Regions from separate parts of the Mus musculus genome. Here region 2 is linked to region 1. A link is a contact called in public Micro-C data. All regions are on one chromosome and are shown on one strand. Each heading gives the region's core, a stretch centred on a gene start, on an enhancer-like site or on the middle of the called end of the contact. The rest is flanking DNA. Distances are from core to core; before and after follow the strand shown. Region 1 overlaps Gng12 (guanine nucleotide binding protein (G protein), gamma 12). Region 2 has its middle 21 kb from the start of A430010J10Rik.

Region 1 (7,219 bases), core at 2,235-4,734:
AGGAGAGCCTTGGCGATGAGACACCCTCCTGGTTTGAGAAGTCTCCTTTTTATACTCTGAGTGCAAGCCTTCTTGGCGCTTACCTATAGTGCATACTTCTGAAGTGTTTCATGATTGTGTTTATGGGGGCCTCGTTCTGTGATCAGTTCATTAAACTGTGTTGGGTCTTGCTCTGTACCTGATTTCAAGATAACACTGTTCCTCTTTGGCTTAGTTAGGGTTTCATTGCTGGGAAGAGACACCATGACCATGGTTAAACTCTTATAAAGGAAAAAGTTAAATTGTGGCTGGCTTACAGTTTCAGAGGTTAAAGTTCATCATTATCACGGCAGGAAGAGTGGCAGCGTGCAGGCAGACATGGTGCTGGAGGAGCTAAGAGAGCTACATCTTGATCCTTGGGCAGCAGAAGGAAACTGAGACTGGATGTAACTTGAGCACAGTAGACCTCAAAGCCTGCCCCCGCAGTAACACACTTCCTTCAAGGCCACACCTACTTCAACAGGGTCACATCTCCTAATAGTGCTACTCTCTGTGGGACAAACATTCAAACATATGAGTCTATGGGGGCCATAGCCTATTCAAACCACCACACTCTTTATTTCCTGAATTATGAAGAAGACTTACAGAACAATTTCTTCTTGGTACCCACATGTCATAATAAATCAAACCAACCTGAACTTGTGTTTGTTGTGCATAGAAGACATAAGCAACTATGTGCGTATGGCGCCATCCTTCCAGGAGACCATCAGATAGATACATGATTAGGCTAGAGGAAAGATACATGAAGCAGATATCAGCATTTGTTAAAAAAAAAATCCATGATGCCATTTCATGCTACTATGCCAAGTAATTTCCAGTGCTTCAAATAGGTCAGGCCTAGAAAATCCAGGGCTGACAATAGCCATAGAAATTCTTTTCCAGAGTTTACAAAGAAGAATCTTCCACTCCGTTCTATTTGAAAATTTTATTTTGCAATTTTTTTTAATTTGAGTGAATAAAATTTACCAGGCAAATTGTGTATAGTAGCCTACTGAGCACCTAATGTCTTTTATCCAATATGTGCACGTGTGTATGCACATATTCATGTGTGTTTGCAGGAGTCCTGGGCCATCTCCCCAGCTCCTCTCCTGGTGTCTGAAGTGATTCTTTGCAATAATTTGTCTGAACAATCTTATTTTTAAGTTCTGTACTTTATCTGAAGATAATCTATATACCTTTGAATTAATGAGTATTCCTTAGCAATCTTTGAAACGAATTGAAGACATGCTAAAATGTGTATGAAATTTGGTGACTAAACAGCTCAGAAGGTGTTGATGTTACTGCTGGATGGACCGGTCAAACCTGCAGTCCTGGTTCTGTTTCCCCTCAACTTTTTTATAAAGAAGTTGTTGGCCAAGTTGATGACTTTGCCTCGAGACTTAGAGTTCTAATCATAGAAACACCAAGTCTGAACTAGAAGACGTGAGCTTGGGAACTCCTTGCATTTTCAGCCTCCTACCCTTTGAACATGAACACTTAGGCTCTATGAAGCTCAGCACAGGTACCTTACCCACAGGGGCAAATGTAGGAACTTTATCTTACTGGTCACTGCAGGAGTTCCAGACGGTTCTGTTCCTCGAGTCTAGCATGTTTGAAAGCAAAATGAATACATGCTGCTTGCTTGTAGGTTCCTCGGGAGAAGGTGAAATGGAGGCTACATAAAAATAAAACATCCTCTTCTCCCAGGTTTAGCGTGTTCTAGACTTCTAAACCATGGCGTTGGGCATTTCACTTTTTATGGCAGTTAATACAAAATGATGCACCTGTGTGTGTGACCCAGAACTGAGCACTGTGCGAAGTGGGCAGAGCACTGAGATCATAGATTGTCATTTCGCCTGTGCTTCCTTAGAAGGCAGTTCTTTGCATCGTGGACACTTGCGTGTACCCTGGGTCGTGATCTGGAAAAGAAAATGAGATCATCATGATGTGCATCTGCCATTCTTGACACATCTCACCTGATAATAAATAGTTAACATGTAATGTTTTATGAGTGCTTAGAATCATAGTTTTAACTTTCTATCCTTTAAATTTTTCAGCATACACAAAAGTACAACTTAATTGTTAACAGCCAGCAGATAACACAGGGCCAATCCTAACTTAATGGACTTCTACTCTCGTTATAGCAGAACTTGAACTGTAGATATAAACCCAACAAGACAGCCTGCTCTCATTTGCCCCTGGTGGGCTTTGCTCATTATATTTAAGATATTTGTGTGTATTACATGTACTGACGCTCCTTAACTGGGACTGGAGAGATGGCTTAGTGGTTAAGAACATTCTGTTCTTCCACAGGACCTGATTGAGTTCCTAAAACCCACATTAGGCAGTTCACCACTGTCCATAACTCCAGTTTCAAGGGGATCCAATGCATATTCCAGGAGAACCTCAATGACTCTGGCCTCCAAGGGCACCTACACTCACATGCATGTACCTATATGCAGACATACACATACCTATATATAACCAAAATCAATAAAAATAAATCTTTAAAAAACAACAAATTTAAAAAAAAAAATCATTATCTGTGGCTGGAAGATGGCCAGTGATTAAAGCACTTTCCAGACAAAGAAAAAGATGTGGGCTTAGAACCTATGTAAATGCTGGGTGCAAATGGTCGCCTGCCTGTAGCTCTAGCCTCATGGAAGGAAGAGAAGGGATCCCAGAGTCAGCTGCCCTTTGAGACTAGCCATACCAAGCAGTTGTGTACACCCTGAGGACAATAGTTAGCCAGCATAGGTACTATCACAGCATATTCCATTGTCCGAAACAAAACCTCACAACTGCATCTGTGCATGAATAACATGAAATCCTCCTAGAATTCCTGTCACTGGCAGGAGGAACATTTTGGAATGTCTTTCTCTTATGTGCTTCCTGGGTATGTTTTTAACTACAGATCCTTCCATGGGCTTAGCTGCCTTCTGGAAGCATGCCCTCTTCCCCCTGGCTTTGGTGACACTGTTGCCCTTTTCAACTCCTCTGAAGATGTCCTGCTTTGACCCTGGGCTAAAGACTTAGGGGCCCGGGTGAACTCTAGTATTTTCCTCTGAAGTGCCTGGAAGTCAGATGTGGCTCTGGCTCTGTCAGAGCCTCCTGGCTCAATGACAAGAATGGAATCTTACTCATTTTTTAATCCTCTGCATCCAACCCTTTGCACAGTCGCATTCGTTTGTTTGAAGCACTGACTGCTGACGGTGACGTTGATCACAATGACGGTAGAGATGTAGATAACACTGTGTGATTTTCTCGTGCGCGCTATTTTCTGTGTGGTTTTGGTTGATCATTATGTCCTGTGAGGTAGCAATCTCCTCATCTTGTTTTACAGAAAATCCGGGAGTTCTTGAAGATTAAATTTCCTTACACCATTCTGCACTGGATGACAGGGCTGAGATATGAACCTAGTCTCATTTGACTGCCAAACCTTATCACATCAGCTTCGCCTAAACTTTCCTTGAAAACAATCTGCCTGGACTTCTCTGGCGCTCACTTGTCTCCCTGTCGGAGCTTGCCTGACCCTTTCCCCATCAGCTCCCTGAGGCCTATCACTTGTGCCAGAAACCTTTGGTGGCCCCATTTCTCTAAGAAATTCACTCTAGGCTGTGCTCTACTCCTCTTGCCAGTAACTGTTTTGAAATCCATTCCCCTCTTCATCAATACCTTGAGTGCCGGGTCCTTCGAGGATTGATTCATTTCAGTCACCTACACGTTGAGCCTGCCTGAGCCCTCAATGGCCACTCATTTCTCCAGGTTCCTAACTGCTGCCTTCCGGCATTCATTGTCCCACTTACATTCTTCCCCGGGTTCACCCTGGTGGAAGCATAAGCTACCAATCCAGCCCATATGACTATTAGCCATGCTCAGTGCCAGCTGGTAGTTGTGTCAGTGTCACTGAACTACATAGTCTTCTCTGGCCCTCCCTGGAAGGCTGTTCCTTGTTAACCATTTATCTTGTTCCTTCAAAGCAAAGCAGTGGCTTCATGTCCCCTATAATCCAAAATGGATACAGCAGAGTCTTATTGCTACATTTCCACTCTTTTGGGTATTTGGGGGTGTTTGGATGCTCTCTTGAAAGCCAAGCTCCTGCATGGTTAGCCATGGTAGAAGGCATGCCCTTTGCTTCATGTGAACCAGATGCTAGGTCTTAAGAATAGATTCCTAATTTTATTTCTTTTGCATTGTCATGGCAAAAAATGAGTAAAATAACTAGCTGCATTGTAGACAACATCTAGGGTAGATAGGAAGTCTGCTTAGAAAACAACCTTGGCTTTGCTGAGCCAGGGAGGTAACGGAAGGACAAGCTCCTAGGTCCCTAGGGAAGGCTGATAGGAATAGCACTCAATTTGTCAGGTGGATACAAAGAAAAGTTTCTGAATTCAGGTATAGAAATAGTAACAGATCTCTAGCACAGGTCTTTAAATCAAATCCCCAGCCTGAGCAAATGAGCGATTCTGCACCCTTCCTTAATCAGACTTCTCTCAAGTCCTTGCCACCTTTCAAGCTTTGTGTAGGCCTTGCACAGCTGTGCATCTGAAGCTAGGCTTTATTCTAGAATAACATCAGGAATATGATCAAGTTTGTTTAAATAAAACAGCTGTTTGTTTATTCCATAGCCAGATCTTCCTGCTGTTTGAGAGCTCTGGTTTGCACTTGTCCAGGGCAGCAAGTATTTCCTTAACTTGAGAGGCTTAAGAATGAACTAGGGACTTAACTGCCTTTATATTTATCCTTATTTGTAATTGTGTGTATATGTATGTATGTGGCTGTGTGCACATATGAGTACAGGTGCCTGCAAAGTTCAGAAGGTGTCAGTTGCCCTGGAGCTAGGGTTATAAGGGTTTGTGAGCCTTTCTCTCTCTTCCTCCCAGGTTGGTGATGAGAACTGAACCAAGAGACCAGTCTGAGCTCTTAACCACCGAGCTATCTCTCCAGACCCTCATCTTGAGTACTTAGGGCAGGGGTGCTTCTAGGACACTCATTGACAGGGTCCACCCCAGTTCTGATTCAGTATGTCTGGGTTGGAATCTGAGAATTAATGTTCTAAGAAATTCACAGATGTTCTTGAGGTTGCTGCTGCAGGTATGCAGAGCACAGGCTGAGAGCCACTGTACCAGCGAACACCTTCAGTGTAGCTGTTACCCTTTGTGGACCCTTCCTCTCACAGATGTATAAGAGCACCACTACATGGAGCAGGGAGAATTTCTCTTTATGCCATTTGGAATTCACGCCATTATTAGTAGCATGTATCTACTGTAGTAGTCTAAGGGGATGTGTGCATTCTTTTGTGTACACAGTGGAAGCCACTCTTTGCTTTAATATCTTGAAATAGGATCGCTTACTGAACCAGAAGTTTACAAGTTCAGCCAGGATGGCTGATCAAAAAGCTCTTGAGATCCACCTGACAAATGGTGAAAGTGCACACATTCAATATGCAGATTTTTTTTTTAAACCTGGGTTATAGGGACTTGGACTTAAGTCCTTGTCTTAGCTATTTCTCTATTGCTGTAACAAAATACTGTGGCCAAGGCAACTTATAAAAGAAAATGTTTAATTTGGCTTATCATTTCAGACAGTTAGAGTGGAGCTCATGATGGTGGAGCACGGTTGTGGTACAAGAGCAGCCAAGAGTTTACTTACATCTTGATCCTAGAGCAAAAGGCAGAGAGAGCTAACAGAGAATAGGGTGGGTGCCTGAAACCTCACAGCCAACCACCCCTAAGAGACTCAGCTCCTCCACTGAGGCCACATTCCCTAACCTTTCCCCAACTGTTCCACCAAAAGCCAAGTATTCTGAGGAGTTGATGGAAGCCATTCTGATTCAAACCGCTGCATTCCTCATGCTGTAGAGCAAGCACTGTTACCCACTGAGCCGGCTCCCAGGGCCCAGGATAGCTGTGTTTTATTGTAGACTCTCGCCCAAGCTAGTATCTCGCCAGCAAGGATTCACTCAGACAACCGGATCCTTCTACGGCAAAGCTTTTATTGCTTCAACATAAGGAAGACCCCGAACCCGGAAAATGGCGCTGCTTATATAGCCCGCAGCATGACGTTTCAGCACCTGATGTGGCGTGACAGCACCTGATTAGTTTCTCGCCCATCACCCCATTACTACGCCCCGAGATGGGCAGTGACAGGGCGTGAATTTACTCTTGCACTTGCGCATAAGGCTTGTTTACTAGTTAGGTGCAGTGGAAGCCAGCGCCATCTTATAATGGCGACGAATGCTCACGGCACGGCTCTCCACAGTAGACCACTCGGGTACCATTGGTGCTTACTGCTTATACTCCTAGCAAAGACGCTAATTAATGAAATAACAGTAATTTCTTTTTTAGGGGTGTTGTAGAGTAAATAAAAACATGACATAAAGCCCTCAACATGGTCCCTAACATAGAAAAATCTAGCTTCAGAGATTGACCTGACTGGGGTGACATGAGAATGAAGAAAGGACAGAAAGACACAGTACAGAAAAGCTGTGACCTGGTAGGCTGTGCTCATTCTAAAGGAAGACATCGCCTGCACAGGCCTGAACCTATTTTATGCATCAAAATCTAGGAGGTGGGTTTATTGTATACAGCTGAAACAAAGGAGGTAGATTTAGCAGTCTCAGGCTTCAGTCATCCTGGAGAAGGAAGCTGTGGTTGATAGTTTCTACATACACCACTCCCATTTGGACCAGAGGAAGCCTTTGCCACTCCCACTGATCTGAGGCATTGGGGTCCTTGACATAGCTCATGTCAACATACATTAACTGAAGCCTTCCTCTCTCCCCACATTACCACTTTTTAACATTCATTCATTCATTCATTCTTGAATAAACACATGAGCCATTTAGTTATCTTAAACCAGCCATGCAGACATAAACAAATATTTTCTGAGCCAATAGTTTCTTGCTGAACTAGGTTTCAGGTAAAACTTGATCATAAGCATTGTTCCCAGTGTTAACTATAAAAATTTGTCTGGACAGATGAATGGAGCATGGCCCACCATTAAAGCAGGGGCCAAGAACTGCACTGCTATAGGTCATAGGACACCTCTTGGACTTCCCTCAAACTGAAAACTTGTTTAGATACCTCACATGGGTACACAGTAGCATGGTTCTTGGAAACTCTCATACTGGAGGTGAGGGTTCACAGAGTGAACATATTTGTCCTAATCAAATACGTGGGAAAGCCAGGAATTCCTAAAA
Region 2 (7,725 bases), core at 4,522-7,021, 150 kb after region 1:
ATATATATCTCCCTCTGTCATCTTTCTCCATTCTAATGAAAATAGCCATCATATCAAAGCAACAGGAAGTAAATTTGTAATCAAAGATTTTGTCTGCCCTTTCTTACTCACACACAAACTCCTCAGTGCTGGGAGGTTCTGCAGAGCTAGTTGCATAGGAAGAGAGCACAGCATGACAAACACCATCTAACTGCAAAGTTCTCATATCCTTTATCAAGGAGAATATCAAGAAGGCTTTTCTAAAATAGCATGCATTATAGGTTGCAGAATAAATATGAAACATGTTTTCAGTTATTATGATACAAAAAAGTAAAACCATAGTGGTTCCTTTCGATGTTCAAGCCCATTTCCTGTTTTAGGAAATTCCCTCATTTTGCAGGCCTTCAGTAAAGGAGGAGATAGACAGATCTTCTATCTGTAGAAGCTAAAGGAAAGCAGGTATATTTTGATCCATGCTTTCTCAAGGAAGTCTGAGACTCAGCTGACTGGCTGGCTCTTTGTAGGAAGTGAGGGAAGTCCTGAGAGAATGTGTTCTGTTGACATAGGCACAGCCATGTTAAAGACCCCTAAGGTATTAGGCCCATGGGAAATGGCAAAGTCTTCCCTTCTGTTCCATGTAGGACTGCTGATAGCATGCGCAGAAAATGTCCATGACAACTTTCTACCCCGAGATGTTTATGGCCTGAAAATTGCTCAATACTGAGAATGCTCCTACTAAAATTAGCTAAACCTCCCTCCTTATACATCTGTGTCCCATAAACTCTGCCTCCTTGTTCAATTGCATACAATTACCCTGCTTTCCTGTTCAATTGCGCACAATTACCCCACCTTTCTGTCCTAATGTATATAACAAACGTAAGGATTTTCAGGCTGCCTGGTACAACCGGCCCCAGCTTTTCTTTGTGGCTGTCTTTTCTTCCTTTCTTTGGTGCCCTGGTCAAGTCCTGGGATCCTTAGTGGATGGGGCAGCTCTCTCTTGAAGTAAGTCGCACAAACACACTGGTTAGCCTGGGAAGACCACAGCAGAATAGTGTGACTAGTGGTAGCCTCAGGAATTAGCCTCTAGTGTCAGAGAAGTCATACTATGTCCTGACCAGGAAGAGAGCTCCAAAGGCAAGGCTTAAGCCTCGGTTAAATATACTTGATGTCTATTTGTAACCAAGACCTCAGAGCAGAACGAATTGAAAGATCTTGAGCAGTCATGAATGGGCCAGGGATTGTTTAAGCTCCTTCCAGAAGTATTGAACTTCACCCTAACAATCCCAAGAAGAGTGACCCATCACTCCAGTTTGACAAAGCAAAATTGAAGCCTGTCAAGGTAACACAGCTCATTCAAGATTAACAGCCTCAAAGAGACAGAAGTGGGAGTCGGTCATCTCCATGTAACTGAAAGGCTCTTCCTCCTGGTCACATCTCAAACATGTGCATAGTTTACTAGTTAGTCAAAGAATCTTATGCTTTGCCTCACGTAATCCTCACCACTCCTTCGGGTTGGAATTTTTAATCCATATTTAACAAAGAGGAATTGGAGTCAGAGGGATCAAAAGTAACTTGCACAAATATTTATCATCAGCCTTAAAACTGTACCTACCCATTGGTCTAACAATTCCTAGTCTAAGCATCTATCCCAATGAAATAGTCACAGATATAATTAAAGAGCTCACAGGGTTGGGATTTAATGCAGACAAAAACAGAGTGTCATCTTATGGTCAACGATTCATAAATGAACAACAAAAGACAGGGAATGCCTTCACATAGACTAGTGTGGGTATTAAAAGTCAGGGTGAGAGCTGGGGGTACATAAAATATGCCAGGACCTCACCACTAGGTCACACACATGGCTAGTGAAAGGATTGATTTCACAGGGCATTCAGGATCTTTTGAAAAAGATAGACATATTCTAGATCTCAATTATGGCAAAATCTGCATGAGTACATACAACTGGCAAAATTTTAAAAATGTACTATAAATGGGAGTATATAAATTATTCCTCAATTAAAAACTGCTTCAACAGAAAATATTTTTATCAAGGACAATAAAATTTTAGGTAAAAAAGATTATAAAACCTTTTTTTTGTATTGAAGAATATTATTTCTTCCATGTATGTTACCTGCATGGAGATGAAAAGGAAACATTCCAAAATAATCATGGTGATGGGTGATTAAAACGAATAATTTAGATCTTTATATTTGTTTTCAGTAATCTTTAGTGACCGGAAATTTCAAAAACAAAACAAAACACTAAAGATGTGTTACACCTTGGCTACATGGTAGAAGGCCTGAAGCAGGAGGCTGGGAGTTCAGATTTCTTGGTAGTCAAGTTCCTGTGCTCTCTGTGAAGCCTCAGAATCTCTGCCCTGGGCAGGAAATGCTTAGTTGTGAGCTTTGGGGGAGGAAAATGCCTATAAAACATGTCCTTGCCTGCCAGAAAGCTGAAGTCTGCAAGGCAGAGTTAGGAGAGCAGTTGCTCCTGGTGAGAGGAAGCCGAGGCCAGGAAGAGGAGGATGTGGCAGTAAACCAAGGAGGATGAGTGGGTGGGCAGACTGAGTGACAGGCAGGAGAGAATGTGGCATCTGGGAAAATCCAGGCTGAGGAAGAGACTGTGGAAGGTTAGCACATGAAGGGGGTCCCACAAGAGAGGCCTGCTTTCAGCCCCAAAGCCCACTTCACCCCACCAGTCTACTGTGTTTAATTCCAACGCCTAATAGAGAGTCTGTCCTATAGTGAGAGTCCTTGAGAAAGTAAAACACAATACTCTATTTAGGGCCACTTTGGGGGATACACAGAACTTCTGCTTATATTGTAGTCAGCCCAGAGCTCTGGATTCCAAGGTTCCTAGTCTGTTCTGGACAGTCAGATTACCTTCCAGCACACTACCATGCTGTGAAAAGGATGATGTTAATGTTTATGTCTTAAAAGGAAGTCTTCAGGCCTGCAATGATAGCACTCACCTTCAATCCCAGCACTGGGAAGGCAGAGGCAGGTGGATCTCTGTGAGTTTGAGGCCTGCCTGGAATATAGAATGAGCTCCAAGACACCCAAGGCTACACAGAGAAACCCTGTCTCAAAAAACCTAAAAAGAAGAAGAGGAAGAAGAAGAAAGAAAGAAGGAAGCAAGGAAAAGAAGCAAGGGAAGGAAGGGAGGGAGGGAGGGAGGGAGGGAGGGAGGGAGGGAGGGAGGGAGGGAGGGAGGGAGGGAAGGAAAGGAAAGAAGGAAAGGAGAAGAAAAGAAATCTACAAAATTGAGTGTGGTGACACATGTCTTAAATCTCAGCATTCAGGAGATGTGGGTAGATTCTGGGAGTTAGATGTCAGCCTGGTCTACATATCAAGTTCTAAGCTGGCCAGTGCTACATAGTGAGAGCCTATCTAGAAATAAAGGTGGGGAGAGGCAAGTAGAAATAAAGGTGGGAGGAGGCAAGAAGAAAAAAGGGAGGGACGGTCAGAGAGAGAGAACTGGGGAGCGGGGGGGGGGGGCAATAGAGGAAGAGCAGACATGCAATGTATTAGTTAGAGAATGGACTTCAGAACCAGGCTGCTACGTTTTGAATCACGGGGACTTTCTGGCTTTGTGGCTCTGAAAAAGTCTTTTAACCTTTGTGTTTTGTTTTCCTTCTTTCTATAAAATGTAATCACAAAGATAGTTGCCTCTTGGGGCTGCTGCAAGAATTCAACAAATTACTTTGGTCAATAGTAAGCCTTAATGATGACGCTAGAGATAAAAGATTATATTAACTGACTGCCCCAAGATGACGTGGAACTGGGAGGAGGGGCTGGGTCTGCATGCATCTGCCAATCAATAAGTCTTTGGAATAAAGGACTTACTGGTTGGCTATTTGCCATGTACCCGATATTATCCCAGACACTGTATAGGGAATATTTCCAGCCTTTGGTTGGAGCAATAAGATGTGGAAAACAGAAGCAGGAACCAGTGCTATTGTACAATGTAGTGAGAGATAGGATGTCAGACAATAAGATCACTCAAATTTGAGGAAGAAGACAGGAACCTCTTCTAGAAGCAGGATTTAAACATGGGATGTTTGTGAGGACAAAGACAACAGTGGGCTTTCTTCTTAGCCTATGTGGAGAGTAATTCAGAACCACTTTTCAACTCCACAGACTTTCTCTACATCCTCCCCCTGTGCAGTGAGGCAGCCTGGGTTGGAGGAGAATGGAGAGAGATGGGGAAGGGTTGAGAGGACAGAGCAAGAGCAAGAAGGCAAGAAAGCAGCCCCTTTTATACTGAGTCAGGCAGACCTGGCTGTTGCCAGGTAACTGTGGGGTGGAGCTGAGACAAAATGCTAACAACCACCACCTATCCACTGAGTGACATTGGGATAGTCCCATACAGTCTCTGAGTCCATTGTCTTATTCTGTAAGATGGAAGTCAACTTCTCTGTTTGATGAACTGTTGTGAGACCAAATGAGTACGGGGGCGGCCCCACAGCTCAGCGATACTGAACCCTTTCTCTCCTTTAACCTTTTCTATGGTTCACCAAGCTGGTGAATCCTTCAGGCCTAAACAATGAAGAACAGGTTAGAAGACAGAGGATATCAAATCATGCGGAGTTTAGATCACTTGGTCTAGGCAGGGTACTGGATAAGGGAGCTGCTTCAAGCTGAAGGGAAGACACGGCTTCAGACAAAAATAGGAAAACAGTGCAAAACCTACATGACGGATCTCATGAGATTGTCATATAGAGTTTTGAGGGCTGCATCAGGGTTCTCTAGGAAGCCAATCTAAAGAGGGGGAGATAGCATCGTGCTCAGTTCTGTTGTAGTAAAATGAATGGGGAAAGATGAACTTGAGAGCAAATGGGGAGGAGTCTAGGTGATGATTAGCCATCTTTATTCCCAAGACAGCCGTGGCTACTGCAGGATTTTGGAGAACTAGAGGATATACCAATTTACTAGTTAGAGAGAGCTCTCTGTGACTGATAAGGTGCCTTACAGGCACTGAGTGCTGGTGGAGGTGCAGTTTTACTGCAGTCTAGGAGAGAGGACAAAGGTGAACCAGGAAGCCAGATGGCTCTCTTCTTCCGAGCTCCTCTTTAGCACAGCATGGCTTCTCATGGCCTTGTGACTGTGCCATGGAGCGTAATTGCCTCTCGTTTGCTTCTTTTCCTCTCTGCATTCCTGGACCAAGAAGAGTTCCTAGTTTCCACCTCTGTGTTCTGAGGACTATGAGAATAAGGAGTAAAGGATGAGGCTACAGCCTGTGGGCTGTTCATGATCCAAGAAGCCCTATAGGGCCCTTGCTTTCTCGCTTCCCCTTCTCTGGCTATAATCCTACCATGCAAACAAATGTTTCAGATGCTGTCTATATTGTTTTGTAAGCTGGCAAAATCTAAACCTTCCTCTTGTATGCTTACCAAGTAGAGCTTTAAGGAAGTAACAATCAGGGAAGGAAAGAAGAGCTGATGGAAGCCAGAGTCTACTTGTTCGGTTGTCTGCCCTCTCACTGTACAACAGGGGGAAAATTTAGAGAGCAGTTTCCTGGAGGTGAATTGCAGTGTGCAGAGATCCTCGGAAGCAGCAGCACGCTTCTCTCACTCTTCTACAACATCCCCCTTACTATTCTGGTGTATCTCTGTGGATACAGACAGGGAGGTTGTAGGCTCATCAGGGCACAAATGATCTTACCACCTGGCATGGTTGCAATTGTTTATAAAGTGATATGATTCCAGCCAGCACATAATAACCCAAGCTGGTACTGTGCCCTCTTCATGGCATCTGCCAGGAGCCTGCAAGCTTTGTGCTGCCAAAGGTCACCAAGAAACCAGCGTCCAGGGCTAGAGCCTCATGTGGCCCTGGAAGGAGCTGCATCTGAGAAGGGCTGGAACATGTGGGCAGAGAATCAAGCCAGCGAGGACTATGAGTCCCAGGGAGCACCTGTTCCCAGGGAGTAAATAATTCTCTGTCCTTGGGTCATGACTCCTGCCTGTCGCCGAGCCTTCCTTGTGGGCCGCCAGCCTGACACCAGCATACTGCGGGTGTTAGCTGTGCTTTGGAAAAAGAATCAAAGGTCCTGGTGGCTTTTACTCCCTACCCTGCTCAACGTTGCTCTCGGACTCCTATTTCACAGCTGCTGCCCAGGCTACACGGTGAACCTTACAAATATTTGGATGTGGCACCCCCTAGCCCGCACTGACAGAAGTTGGGTGACAGAGGCAGACAGCCTGAGATTGCACCGGGCTGCAATTCTGGGCGAACAGGTGTTGGCAGCTGCCACATCCCTTTCCCCCTGCCTCCTGCTCCACCCACTCTGCTCTCCTGTCTGTTTATAGTGTGTTTTCCTGGGACAACATTTGAAGTATGCTAAATATGGGCACCGTGGCTAGAGATGGAATGTCAGGCTCATTGTGTGGACGGAGAATTAGTGAGTTTATGACAGGGAGGACTAATTCTTGTGTTTGGAAAGGAATCAGAGACCCACAGTTACTCAGTTTTGAAAGTGCATCATCCACAGATGCTGAGGTAATATTGTGGTGGTTAAGAAGGACAGTTCTGGGAGCGCACAGGCCTGGGTGAGAAATGCAGTTTGGCTGCTGGCCTGCAGCAGGACCTTGGGTAAACTCTGGTGTCCTTGTTTGTTGCATTGGTCAGCTCCTTCAGATTTTTCTGATTGCTGGGAAGCCCATTAGACCATTTTTCAAGACACCATGACACACCGTGAGCACTTTCACCAGAGTGCTCCATTTTGAGTGTCTAAAAGTCCTAGTTTCTCCCAGGGAGCCTACTACGCAAGAGACAGACAGACAGACAGGACGCCACTCTGCACCATCATTCCTGGGACCTTCTCCACGTCACCTCTTTTTCTCTCTCTCAAGAGAGAGTCCTCCCTGCCATAGGTTAGAAGGTAAATGTTCTCTCCAGCACAGCCTGGCTAGTCAATCCCTGAGCTCTTTTGTCCCAAGTCACTCCACCTTCTGTCATTAGACCTTAAGCAATGCACAAATCTTTCCTCTAGCTGTCCCTTTCTATGCCCTGACTGCCAGTTCCTCCTCTTCACATTGGTCTAAACAGCACCTTTTCCAGGGTTTAGACTACCCTCCTACTGTCTCTCTGTTGTTGGTGTACCTATCTACATACATTTTCTTCATAATTTCGTAATAATTTGACACTAGGCCTGTGCCCTGTGAGCTCCCTTCAAGCAAGTATTATCTCGGTCTTTCTACCTTTCCCAGAGACATGAATAGCTAGCTCCTAAGGCAAACTCAGTGCTCAGTAAGTGTCTCCAGCCTGGACTCATGAAGGCAAAATGGTTGTCTTACACTTAACAATGCTAGTAGCTATGATTATTTGAGTGCTCATGATGGATCAGACACTGTATGTGGCTTTATTTAATCTCTCAACAGTTTCATCAGTTCTGACAAGTGGCAGATAGAAAAAAGCCTGAGGCTCAGAGAGTAACATTTTTTGAGTTCATACTAACGCTCTTGACCTCTGACTCTTAGCTCTAGTACAATAGGCATTTGATTGGTGCTAGCTGTTGCTTTGGGCTGATGTTGTGGGGGACAAGGACCAGACAAGGAGGGGAGCACTAGACATAGTGCCTCTTGTCGTCAGGCCCTTGAAGACCAGCTGTCACTAGAGTGTTTACAGGGACTGCCATATCCCTGTGTTATCATGGAAAGCTTCCTCTAACTCCAAGAGCTCATTTTCACACTCGCGCCTTCCAGCCTTCCTTATTCTCTCGGGGCAAGGTGAAGTCTGAGAAAGCAAA

The links. Hi-C and Micro-C count contacts between places; a contact is called where the count stands out from the background.
Region 2: a Micro-C map of muscle stem cells shows a contact between it and region 1, with 2.9 times the contacts expected there. The contact joins two enhancer-like sites. A contact is called at or near these places in 1 of 15 datasets of contacts at CTCF or cohesin (large pre-B cells), 3 of 484 Hi-C or Micro-C datasets (bone marrow-derived macrophages, muscle stem cells and nephron progenitors) and 7 of 115 datasets of contacts at active chromatin or transcription factors (embryonic stem cells, kidney, liver and 2 more).

What each region holds. Positions count from the first base shown.
Region 1 is chr6:66,989,332-66,996,550 of GRCm38.p6, forward strand. All of the region lies in intron 3 of Gng12 (guanine nucleotide binding protein (G protein), gamma 12), which reads left to right. Gm36816 (a long non-coding RNA gene) reads right to left here. Exons shown (of 4, transcript XR_869154.3): 2 at 1,582-1,937; 3 at 673-766. Among named protein-coding and RNA genes, the nearest start is that of Gm36816, 16 kb to the right of the region's middle. Within about 2 kb of position 3,485, at least 15 of the 459 cell types and tissues checked have an H3K27ac peak or open chromatin away from gene starts, as enhancers often do. A contact at or near this core is called in muscle stem cells, where this site is marked.
Region 2 is chr6:67,132,655-67,140,379 of GRCm38.p6, forward strand. No RefSeq gene overlaps it. Among named protein-coding and RNA genes, the nearest start is that of A430010J10Rik, 21 kb to the right of the region's middle. Within about 2 kb of position 5,772, at least 38 of the 459 cell types and tissues checked have an H3K27ac peak or open chromatin away from gene starts, as enhancers often do. A contact at or near this core is called in muscle stem cells, where this site is marked.